2 separate regions of the Sus scrofa genome follow, and region 1 is linked to region 2. The links are chromatin contacts, called in public Hi-C maps. All regions are on one chromosome and are shown on one strand. Each heading gives the region's core, a stretch centred on a gene start, on an enhancer-like site or on the middle of the called end of the contact. The rest is flanking DNA. Distances are from core to core; before and after follow the strand shown.

What was found. Hi-C and Micro-C count contacts between places; a contact is called where the count stands out from the background.
Region 1: a Hi-C map of skeletal muscle shows a contact between it and region 2, with 2.4 times the contacts expected there. The contact joins the enhancer-like site here to the promoter of TPX2 in region 2. A contact is called at or near these places in 1 of 5 promoter capture datasets (fetal liver), 11 of 47 Hi-C or Micro-C datasets (embryonic fibroblasts, epiblast stem cells, fetal skeletal muscle and 5 more) and 1 of 2 datasets of contacts at active chromatin or transcription factors (skeletal muscle).

The regions. Positions count from the first base shown.
Region 1 is chr17:35,486,892-35,492,769 of Sscrofa11.1, reverse strand. No RefSeq gene overlaps it. Among named protein-coding and RNA genes, the nearest start is that of MYLK2, 10 kb to the left of the region's middle. Within about 2 kb of position 4,624, at least 16 of the 83 cell types and tissues checked have an H3K27ac peak or open chromatin away from gene starts, as enhancers often do. A contact at or near this core is called in liver and skeletal muscle, where this site is marked.
Region 2 is chr17:35,427,058-35,433,000 of Sscrofa11.1, reverse strand. TPX2 (targeting protein for Xklp2) reads right to left here and starts at 1,730. Exons shown (of 19, transcript XM_021078098.1): 1 at 1,578-1,730; 2 at 1,008-1,145.

The DNA of each region.
Region 1 (5,878 bases), core at 3,375-5,874, 57 kb before region 2:
CAGCAATGTTAAGAGGTGGATAATATTATCGCCCCTGTTTTTAAGAGGAAACTGGGGTGCTGAGGAGTAACTTGTCCAGGGTTTGAGAGGTAGGATTCCAGTGGGACCAAGATATAAACCCAAGCCATCAGACTCAGAGCTCTCACTCTTTAATGATCACTCCTTTACACAAAATAAATGCCTGCTGCAAAATGAATTTGTAGGTGAGTGAAGGATACTTAGATTATGTCATCAACTTGGTTGCCCCAGAGCTTGACATACATAGGTGCTCTGTCAATGCTGAATAATAAATGCTCCGATTTGGTAGGGCCCTGGAACAATGAGAAACCAAGACCAGCCCCTCCTTCACTCTTTCTCCCTCTCCCCCACCCCAGCCCAACTTCTCTGCAGCAATAAACAGCGAAGCCAAAAATAGCCATCTAATGACGTTAGAGGAGCAAGGTCATCTGAAAATTGCCCATGGCCACTGGACACCTCCCTATAGGATCAAGTAGCAGGAGGGTACCCCAGGCTGGTGCAGCTGTTCCAAGAACAGGAAACAGCCCAGGAGCAGACTTGGAAGCACCACCTCATGATGGCAGGGCCCTCGTGAAGGGGGCAGGGGACAAGTGCCAACACTCAAAGGAGAAGCAAGGCCCAAATGTGAGTGCAGACCCTGTAGAAGAGAACTGGACTTTGTCTGCACTGGAAGTCACCCCCGTCACACGATCCCAGGAAATGGCTCAAAAAGCGGGGAATGCATGTTCTGTCCTGGTGCACCTGACGGCTTCCTGGCCCCCCACTATGCTATTTATAACGCCGCGGGGGCTGGGGGCGTCTGCTGAACTGGGTTACCATACAAGCTGGGGTGCATGGCACGTTCTGAGAGGCTGCCGGGAGAAGAGGGCCCCGCCTGGGATGGCGAGGGGGCGTCCAAATAAAGGATGAGGAGTGGGCCGGGGCAAAGCCCCTCTGGCTGCAGTCCCCTGGCACTCTGACCACCTTGGCTTTCATCCAGGCCTGCCGAGGCTTGTGACCTGACGGGCAGCTGCCGTATCCCTGACAAGAACGCAAGCATCCGGCACGGTCCGAGGAGATGCCTGCTGGGTGAAACTAGAGAGAGAACCTGCTCTGAGCATCTGGGGAGCATAGCTGGAGCTTCCCACAGCAACGTCAAGAATTCTGTGAGGACTCCAGCCCAAACTTGCTCCGAGGTCCTGAGCTGCTGGCCCTGGCGAGTGACAGAAACAATCTCTTCTTCATCCAAGGGGCCCTGTGATCAAGTGTCAATTATCTTATCTTCCAGGAGTTCCTGAGAATGCCCATCCCCTCAAGGGCTGCAACTGGTGCGGTGCAGAGGGCCCTTGAGGGCACAGACCTGGGTCCAAATTCTTTTATTTTCTTGGTCTTTTTGTCTTTTTAGGGGCGCACCTTTGGCATATGGAGGTTCCCAGGCTACGGGTCTAATCGGAGCTGTAGCTGCTGGGCTATGCTGGGTCCAAATTCTGACTGCCATTTACCAGCAGTGCGACTTTGGGAAAGTAACTTAAACTCTGAGCCTCAGTTTCCTCCTCCGCCATATGACTTGTTGGAAGGACCTATGGAAAAGCATTCTTCCTTCGGTCTTTATTCTGGTAATGGAGTCTTGGCTAAGGGGATAAACACCTACTCAACCAACTCAGCAGCTCTCCCGGGTAACATGAACGGGCTGCACAAATATGATGCCAGGGAGCTTGGAGGGGAGGTGTGTTTTCTCCTCCACACGGGCTCTGTTTTGCCCTGGGTGCTGAGGCTCACACAAGAGAATGGCTGCTGGCTCCCTGGTCCCTAGAGACCTTTTGAGTTGGGAGACCTGTTGTCCATCCAAATAATGTGCAACGAAGAGTCAGGGAGCCTACAGTGTAGACATCCACCTCCAACCAATAAGAACGCGATTTCTGTAAGGTCAGCTCAAATCCCTCACCTCTCTGCTTGCACAAACTCCCACGGAGTCTCCTTCCTGAGGAGTGCCTCTGCTCCTCTCGCTGGCTGCTGACTCTAGCAGCTGCTGGCCCTGTCCTGTCAGGCTGTTGGCTTTGTGAGTAAACAGCAGGGGCTTCTGGCAACCCCTGGTGACACACACCCACTGACAATTAATATTGAATATGTGACTCAAGCAGGGCCACACTGAGTCACACTGTCCAATAGGGATGAATAAGTGCCCATTGTGCTCCCAGAGTGCTCTGGGGCCATGTTAAAGCTAGGAGCAAATTCTCATCCATGGAACTGGAGGAATGGTCCTTTCCAGAAACATTGTTTTAATTTCTACCAGGAAGACACTGAGACCCAGAAAATGTGACATGTGCAAGGACATAAAACCAGAAGCCACTCTCCCAATCTAGGGTTCAAGCCACTAATTTTTGTGCACCTTCAGAACAAAAAGAGTCTAAGTCCCTTTGACCATAAACATCACAAAAACTGAGTTGCAGCGGAGAGAAACAGAAGAGCAGTAAGACGAGGGGAGACGTCCTTAAACTGCCTCTAGCAGCTGAAGAACCCGCTATTAGCAACCTCACATCGTGGAAAAGCCAAGGATGGGAGGGACTTCCTTGCTGGAGTCTGTCAGAATTCATTGAGCATTCTGTACAGTCTTTAACTGGTTCCAAGGTCAAGAGAAACATCAGAAAATATGTGTGTGTGTCAGAGGACATTATTCAGGGATTAGTCCCCTGGAGTGATGTGGGCTAGATTTCCTCTTCCAGAACAACCCTTGGAAAGTCCTCAAGAGCTAGCACTCTGGTCTCCAGCATAACTTCATTTAAGTTGAAATAGAAATCTAGCCTGCTAGGGGTGCCCTCTTGCAGTGACGGAGCAGCTGACTATAGAAAAATATAAATGTCAAACTAGGACGAATGTGGTTAGGACGAATGTGGTTAGAACAAATTGTCGGGGGAAAAAAGCTGAAAACATTCCAGCTGAAAGAGCCTTATTTATTTTTCTCATTCAGTCACCTCTTTGACGATATGGAAACTGAGGTCCAGAAAAAGGGAGTGCCTTGTTAAAGGTCAGCCGGTGTGCCAGTGCCAGGAGGTGGATTATATTCCCTGCCTCTACTCTTCCCAAGACACACCGCAGCCCAGCTAGAGTTAAGAAAGACAAAGGGCGTTTCCTTTCAAATCTGATCTCCAGGCTCTGAGACAGCCACCCCCCGTGTACGTCTGTCTTAAGATGTAGAATTCCAAGACTTTAAAACGACATACCTAGAATTCTCTCCAGAAAGGCTTTGCTAAATGCCGGTGAACTCTTCTGCTGGGCACCAGTGCCAGTTACACTGACATCAGGTCGGCCAAAGAGAGCTTTCCAGTGTGCAAGTGTGTATGCCAGAATGTCGTCATTGACTATGCTTTTGGGAGGGACTTACATTTTAATAATTTAATTGAATTACAAAGATTGACTAAGTGGTTTGAAACAGCCATTTAAAGTTTAGAGACAGACATAATACATTAGGGGGACAAAGAAATCTGTCCTATAAATAGCCTAGAAAAATCTTTTGCGAAACAAACCTTTTCAATGGGGAGAAGCAAACTCAGAACACAGGAACAATATGCTGCTGTTAGAATTGGTATTTTCAGAGTATGCAACAATACGGGAAAAATATTTGCATTAATACTATGCAAAATGAAAAAAAGGAATACTTTGTATGTCAGAAAAACTCTACACTGTAGAAAAACACACTAAAGTTTTAGGGAGTATGTCAGCGTAAGGCCACTGACTTTTCATCGCTCCTCGCCACTAAGCGTAACAATGCTGCCCCAAACTGCTTTTCCTATTGTATTTTACAACTACTCATTGTTTAGTATTTGACCCACTGAAAACTACATCTCCCACCCTTGCTCCTGAAAGGAGTCCTGAGAATATCACTGGTACCAAAATAAGGTAGGCAACAATTTTTAGCCCATTCATACACCTGCCTGTGAGGTTCTGGGATACCAGTCTCAAACGACATGGGTTTAGGCAGATCAGACAGGCCAAGTTTTTATTTCCTTTCTGTGTCATAAAATTTTAAGAAAAGAAGAGAAGGCAATTGATGCTTTAGGGCTAGGCAGTCTGGTGAAATAATTCTTGACAAAACCTAGTATTTTCCTAAGCCCCTGCAACAATAGTTTCTCGGAGTAAAATGTCAGCATTTGTCAAGCCCTTTCAGGAAGCTGCTGATAACCTTCAGTGCTTAAGAGTCATGCTTTGACGTGAGCCCAGCCTCTTATTCTCTTGCAAGAAAGAGAAGTGCAAATACGATGAGGTATTTCTGGTTTTGACATCCGTAACCTTTGCTACAGAAAGTAGAGTGGGTATGCAGGAATACAAAAAACAAGGAAAAAGTGTTTGTCCCCAGGCTTCTTTTTTATAGCAACTACACTGGCTTTAGCTGGATAACAAATTGTCCTGGAATTCTTGGCATTGGAGCAAACATGTCAGCTCCGTGGTTACGCCTTCGTCACTGCTCAAAGTACTGCACACTTTAACCTTCCTGCTCTTTCCATAGGCCTGGGTTTGTCCCATACCCAGGAAACTTTATATGTTGTCTAAACTGAGCATCCCAGCAGGCTGCAAGGCAGATGGCAGCTCAGGATTCAGAATGTTGACCGACTCCTACCTGGATCCACACCACCAAGCTATAACTCAGCCTGGCTGTGCAGAAATAGGAGCCCGGCCACGTGGCTGACAGCTTTTTTAACTGCTACTCTCAGCAATGAGGAACTTCTCCAGCAGTCAAGATTCAGAAAGGAACTGAAAAGGAAGCATGTCAAGAGCTACCGAAGGGGATATACAGGTCCGACCGGATACTCAAGCCAATAAGCCCCCAAGGCTCAGCTAAGCCAGGGGGAGCTAAAAGACTGGGTATTGCCAAGCTGCCCTCAAGCCCTTGGGACCTCAGGTCATTAGCCCAGGACATCACACAGAGGAACTGGACATCACTACTGGACATCTGCCTTCAGGTCACTAGATTCTCATAAGAAGCTTCATACTTCAGCCAGGCAGAAAGCTAGTACACACCTGAGGTAGCACCTGAACCACATCATTCAATGCAGAACATATGAAAGAGCAAGGAACAGAGTATAAATTATGACATTATTTATGGAAAAACAAAAGGGAGCAGGTGAAGTCATCTCTGCAAGGGAACATACTTGGCAGCACTATCTGGGGTGGGAACTGAACTTGTAGCTTTTGAATTTTGAATGAAGTGCGACACTTACAGAACAAATTAACATTAAAGGAAATGCATAATACTACAATCTCATTGCTATAAAAAAAAGGAAAACGCTGGAGTTCCCATCGTGGCGCAGTGGTTAACAAATCCAACTGGGAACCACGAGGTTGCTGGTTCGATCCCTGGCCTTGCTCAGTGGGCCGAGGATCCGGCATTGCCGTGAACTGTGGTGTAGGTTGCAGAAACGGAGTTCCCTGGTAGCTTAGTGTTGTTGCTGCTGTGGCATAGGTTCAATCCCTGGCCTAGGAACTTCTGCATGCTGCAAGCATGTCCCCCGCCCCAAAGGAACTGCAATCTCACCTCCAAGAATCTCTAAACTCCTGAAGCGTTTTATCTGTCTGTCTCACATTACTCAATTACATCGTATCTCGTGTTACAATTGTGTAAGTCTAGACTTACCTCTATTCAATGCTGGAGCAACTGCCACTGCAGCCTGTCTACTACTCAAGCTCTACTTTCTAAGGACAAAATTCTATGGAAAAGAACTGGTAAGGAATAAAACAGCAGTCAAGATGGCAACAAAGCAATTACATAAGAACAAAATGATCAAAGTAAAAGTGAACGATGACCTTGTATTAATTAATCAGCACAAGACTATTAGTAATGGGAAACTATAACAAGTTAAAACACCAAGGCGTTCCCGTTGTGGCG
Region 2 (5,943 bases), core at 481-2,980:
CTGTATATGCACAGCATCTAGTACCAATCTGAGCACAGAGTACAACCCTCAAAGGTCAATTAATTACCTGAGTGAGCTGGGAACCACAATAATTTTGAAACCAAGAGTGACAACTTAATGCTGAACAGACACACTCACAGTATGACTCCAAAACAACCAAGTTTGATTTAGGGATAGCAGGACAGGGGGTGTGATATACTGAGATCACAACATAAAAATATCCTTAGTAACACAGAAAATAGTTCAAATGTTGACATCTGATGAGTGAGACAAATTCAAAGACAGGCCATAGGATGGCAAGATAAGGTAAGGCTGAACCAGGGAGAAATCCAAGCAATGATCTTAAAGCAAAATCAGAGAGTTCCTGTTATGGCCCAGGAGTAACAAACCCAAGTAGTATCCATGAGGGTATGGGTTTGATTCCTGGCCTTGCTCAGTGAGTAAGGATACAGCATTGCCATGAACTGCGGCATAGGCCAGGAGCTTACAGCTCCTATTTGACCCCCTAGCCTGGGAACTTCCATATGCCCCTCGTTTGGCCCTAAAAAGACAAAATAATAATAAGTTTAAAAAATAAATAAATAAATAAAGCGAAATCAGTAGAGCACTCAGATGCTGTCTTGTCCCAAGCAGGACTGATTGGCAGGAAATGCTTGGTACTTGAATATTAGAAAGTCGTGAGAAAAGAAACCATGTATCTAGAAACCAGGGAAGGGTTCCAACTGTGGCACATATGCTGCCGGGGGCGAACAAAAGGAAAAAAAGAGAACAGGAGAAAAAAAACAATCCCACAATATTATAGCCTGGTTCACTTTTCCTTCCCTCTTCAATCTCTACATGTTTTAGGATAGGAAATTAGAAAGGCAATAGTAACTAGTGGTTCCACACAAAGAGGAAGGGCTGGGCAGACAGGGATAAAACAATGAATTTTAAATCCCCCAACAGAAAGACAACTCCAAGTGGAATTAAACTTGCCCTCAATTATGTTCTCACACCACCTCATTTACCTTTCCAACTTACACAGTTGTTCTGAAATGCAGTTGTCTGTGGCTGTTTTCCTCCGCTAAATGCCTTCTTGAGGGCGGGGCTACAGTTTATCACCCTTTTCTCAAAATGTTTCTAGATTACAGGCCTCAGTTTACTCCCTATAAAAGAAGGATAAGAATAGCACTAACTTCACCGGCTTTGGGTGAAAATTAAATGAGAAAACAGTGCTTAGTCCAATAAACGCCTGTTTCATGTGTGCTGGGTAATATAATTGTCGTTACCGTTATCCTTAGCCCATAGTCTCCCCCAACTCCTCCTTCCACCTATTTCCCAAGCCGGCCTCTGCCTCTACCTGAAGACACAGCTCGCTAGACCCGATCCGGACGGACTTCACGGGGAAATCCTATTACCAAGAGAAGGGTGGCCGGAAGCCCGGCTCCCGCTACGCAGGACAGAACGGCGCCCCTGCAGCACACTTTCCCAGAAGCCAGGCCCTCAAGGCAGCGCTGGGAGGCGACCTCCAGAAGCTCGAAATCAGGGAGAAGCCTGCCCTGAGCCCTGGGTGCTCCCCTTTTCTCCCCACGGCTCACCTCACCTCGGCGCTGACAACCGACCGCCCAGAAAACCCGCCGCGGGATTCATTCAGTACCGTTGAAAATTTGAACCCAGACTCTCCAGTCAAACGCACCAATCAGAGAGCCAGGATCCGGCTAGCCCAGCCTCCCGATTGGCCCGAGAGATCTCAGCGGCGCCGGAAGTCAGCCTGAGGGACGAGCAAACAACCGGCCCCAGAGGCTTCTGGGAAATGTAGTACAAGAGCCTGAGTCGGTAGGGATAATTCCAAAGAAGAAATTACTACAAAGCCCAGAATGCTTCGCTCCAAACTCTTTGGGAAAGATGGTACTACCAACTGAAGAGGTGGAGGTCGAATTTAGGTAACAGAACGGCGTGCGTCCTGGACCTCCCCAAAACATTCACGGAAGAGAATTTCTCATTTTTTTTTATTATTCTCCCTGTAGTTATGCATAGTGCTTTGAATATTCACGAGAATTCACTTCGTTTTAACATCGAGTCCTCTGCATGCAATATAGACTCGCCCCCGGAGTCTCTGCCAAGTGTGGAGTCTCTCGAACTCTTTATCCAGTCCACGCCCTGATATTACTGGCTAAAGCGGTGATTTGGCGGTGCTTGGTCCTCCCCTTTTAATTCCATCTACATCCTTAGCTTTTTTACTGTCGTATTGTAGAAGAGAAAACAAAGGCCCAGAGAAGTTGAATAAACATCAAAAGTCATATTTTTTAAGTGGAGGAGATGGGATTTGAATTAAGAATGTCTGGTCCTATACATCATCAGTAGTCAATTAGAGGATAATAGCAAGGACAGAACAAGAAGATGAACGTTCGTAATAACAAAAGCAGTTTCCTCTGTAGTGCAGTGGGATCATTGGTCTCTTGAGAGCGCTGGGACTGATATTGGATCCCCGGTTGGGCACAGTGGGTTCAGGGTCAGGAATTGTGATTTTGCCGCAAGTGCTGCTTTGGCTAGGATCTTATTCCTGGCCAGGCAACTCCATTTGCCGCGTGGGAGGCCAAAATAAACACATATAACAAGAAAGGCTACAAAGTTTTGAAAAATATACCTAAGATCTTCACAGTAGATTTTTCTAAAGGGAAAACTTCGTTGAGTAACTATAAAAATAATTAAATAAGGGTATATACCTTATTAATAGATGGGGATATATATAATACTGTAAATTTTCCATGTTAAAAGTTCAAGGCACAAAGTTTCTTGGTGGCCTAGTGGTTAAGGATTCCACGTTCTCATTGCTGTGTCTGGGGTGGATCCCTGGCCTGGGAATTTCCTCATGCCCTGGGCACACCCCCCGACCCCCAAAAAAGTTCAAGGCAATTCCAATGAAAATCCTGATAGGTTTTGTCATGGAATTTGCCAAGTTGATTCTAAAATTCATGTGGAAGAGAAAGAGCATCTGAATTTTGAAAACATAATAGAAATTGCCATACCAGATCTCATAAATATTAATATATGAGATTATAGTAATTTTTAAAGTATTGCTGTTCCCACAGTGGCACAGCAGGTTAAAGATCCTGCTTGTCTCTGGGGTGTGGGGACTCCATTACAAGCCCCCCAGCCCAGCCCAGTGGGTTAAGGATCCAGCATTGCTGCAGCTATGGCAAATCATAGCTGAGGTTTGGGTTCAATCCCTGGCCTGGGAACTTCCATGTGCCATTGGTGCTGGAAAAAAAAAAAAAAAAAGTCTTATTAATTGACTCCACGGGGATTCAATCAGCAAAATCCAGATGGGAAAATTTGACAGGAAAAAAAGATCTAGTTTCTTCAAGACATAAACATCAGGAGTTCCCTGCTGGCTCAGCCATATATCCCAAGTTATCACTGCTGAGGTGCTGGTTACTGCTGTGGTGAGAGTTTGATCCCTGGCCCTGGAACTTCCAAATGACACAGGTGGGACCAAAAAAAATAGAAACAGAAAAAGAAAGAAAGGGAAGGAGGGAGTTCCAAGGAAAACAAAAAATTTTAAAACCCCTGCAAGAGTGGGGGGGGTGCTTTTATTTTTTAACACTCCTTATTTTTTAGAGACACATATAGAAATGATGAGGATGAAGTGTGTCTGGAATGTGCTTCAAAATTATCTGGAGTATGCTGGAAGGAAAGTAGATGGGAGTATAGATGAGACAAGATTAGCCACAAATTAATAATTATTAAAACTGAGTGACAGCAAGTTCCTGTTGTGGCTCAGTGGGTTGCAAATATGACATAGTATCCATGAGGATCCAGGTTCAATCTGTGGCCTTGCTCAATGGGTTAAGGATCCAGCATTGCTGTGGGCTGTGGTGTAGGTCACAACTTGGCTCAGGTCCTGCATTGCTGAGACTATGGCATAGGCTGGCAGCTGCAGGTCGGATTCCACCCCTAACCTGGGAACTTCCATATGCTATAGGTGCAACTATAAAAAAAGCAAAAACAAAAACAACAACAACAAAACACACAAGCAACAGGTTCATGATACATATAGACATACACATACATATATTTGTTTGAAATTTTCCACAGTTCTTTTTTAGGCAGGGTATTGCCATAGAAAAAAATTTAACAAAAAAAAAATCAGTAGAAGAATTTAAGCATCCAGAAATAGACCCATGTATATCAGAATTTAGTAAATGTTGAGTAGAATTTCAAATCATATGGAGACAAACAGATAATGGAGTTGGGATATTTTTTTCATTTGGGCAAAATATTATGTTAAATTTTTATTCAATACCATTTACAAAAACAAATTTCAGATGAATTAAAACCCTAAAGATAATTTAAAAATTAAGTTTTAAAGTTTTTAAAAAAATATATTTACGACATTGGGTTGGAAATTTTTAAGACAGACACAAGGGAAAAACTAAGTCATAAAGGAAAAGACTGATCAGACCAAATTTTAAGATTCTGTTTGACAAATGAAAAACAAACAACAATAGGGAGTTCCCGTCGTGGCGCAGTGGTTAGCGAATCCGACTAGGAACCATGAGGTTGCGGGTTCGGTCCCTGCCCTTGCTCAGTGGGTTAACAATCAAGCGTTGCCGTGAGCTGTGGTGTAGGTTGCAGAAGCGGCTCGAGTCCCGCGTTGCTGTGGCTGTGGTGTAGGCCGGTGGCTACAGCTCCGATTCGACCCCTAGCCTGGGGAGCCTCCATATGCCGCGGGAGTGGCCCAAAGAAATAGCAAAAAGACAAAAAAAAAAAAAAAAAAAAAAAAAGCATGTGCTCCCTACAACCTAGGACTTTTGTTTCTAAGTTTAGTTCCAAGAGACACACTTAGCATCTTTCCCACAGAGATACAGAGGCACAGTCACTGCATTTACTGAGCGCCTACTATGTGCCAGTTGCTATGCAAAGTGGGGATTCAGCAGTGAAAAGACAGACAAAATTTCTGTCCTCAGGGAGCAGACATTCTAGTGGACACTAAACAAGGTAAATAGATAAATTAATTATATATTTGGAGGTGATAAATGCAAAGCCATTTGCTCACCAGGCCCCTAAAGGTGGATGGCAAGAAGAGGAGGAAGGGACAGCTGGACAGAGAAGAAGAGAGGACAGTTTCTGCCTAGGCTGCCCATTTTCAGCAGACACATCACCCAACCTCCAGGTCCCTGCAGGGCCATTGATAGCAGTGGAGGTAAAGCTTGCTTGCTTGATATGAGGTGGGAAGGGGTGTCAAAGCTGTGCTCTGTCCAGGCCTGCTAGGCAGAAAGTGCTCAGTGAGTGAGTGAATGAGGCAATGCCAGGAGGTCGGGATGCGTGCAGGAACTTCCCAAGAAGGGAGTACCCATCGTGGCTCAGAGGAAACGAATCTAGCATCCATGAGGACGCAGGTTCGATCCCTGGCCTCTCTCAGTGGGTTAAGGATCTGGTGATGCCATGAGCTGTGGTATAGGTCACAGATGTGGCTGGGATCTGGTGTTGCTGTGGCTGTGGTGTAGGCCTGCGGCTACAGCTCTGATTCAACCCCAACCCCTAGCCTGGGAATCTCCTTATGCCATAGGTATGGCCCTGAAAAAACAAAAAACAAAGAAAACTTCCCAAGAACTTCCACATTAACAGGAGGTGAGCCTGGCCCAAAAGATTCCTCTCTTGTCATTTCTTCTGCAACCATTACAATCTAGGCTATGTCTCAAGTCCTATTTATTTATTTAGCTTTTTAGGGCCATACCTGCGGCATATGGAATTTACCAGGTTAGGGATCGAAGCAGAGCTGAGGCCAAGGATCGAACCCACATCCTCATGAGTACTACTCAGGTTCTTAACCCACTGAGCCACAGTGGGAATGAATGGGAAATTTTGAGGTCTGAAATCACCAAAACAGAATTTTAGAGCTGGATGAGGCACAGATACATTTGGTCCACTCTATCCACAGTTTTAGTCATTACTCTTTTG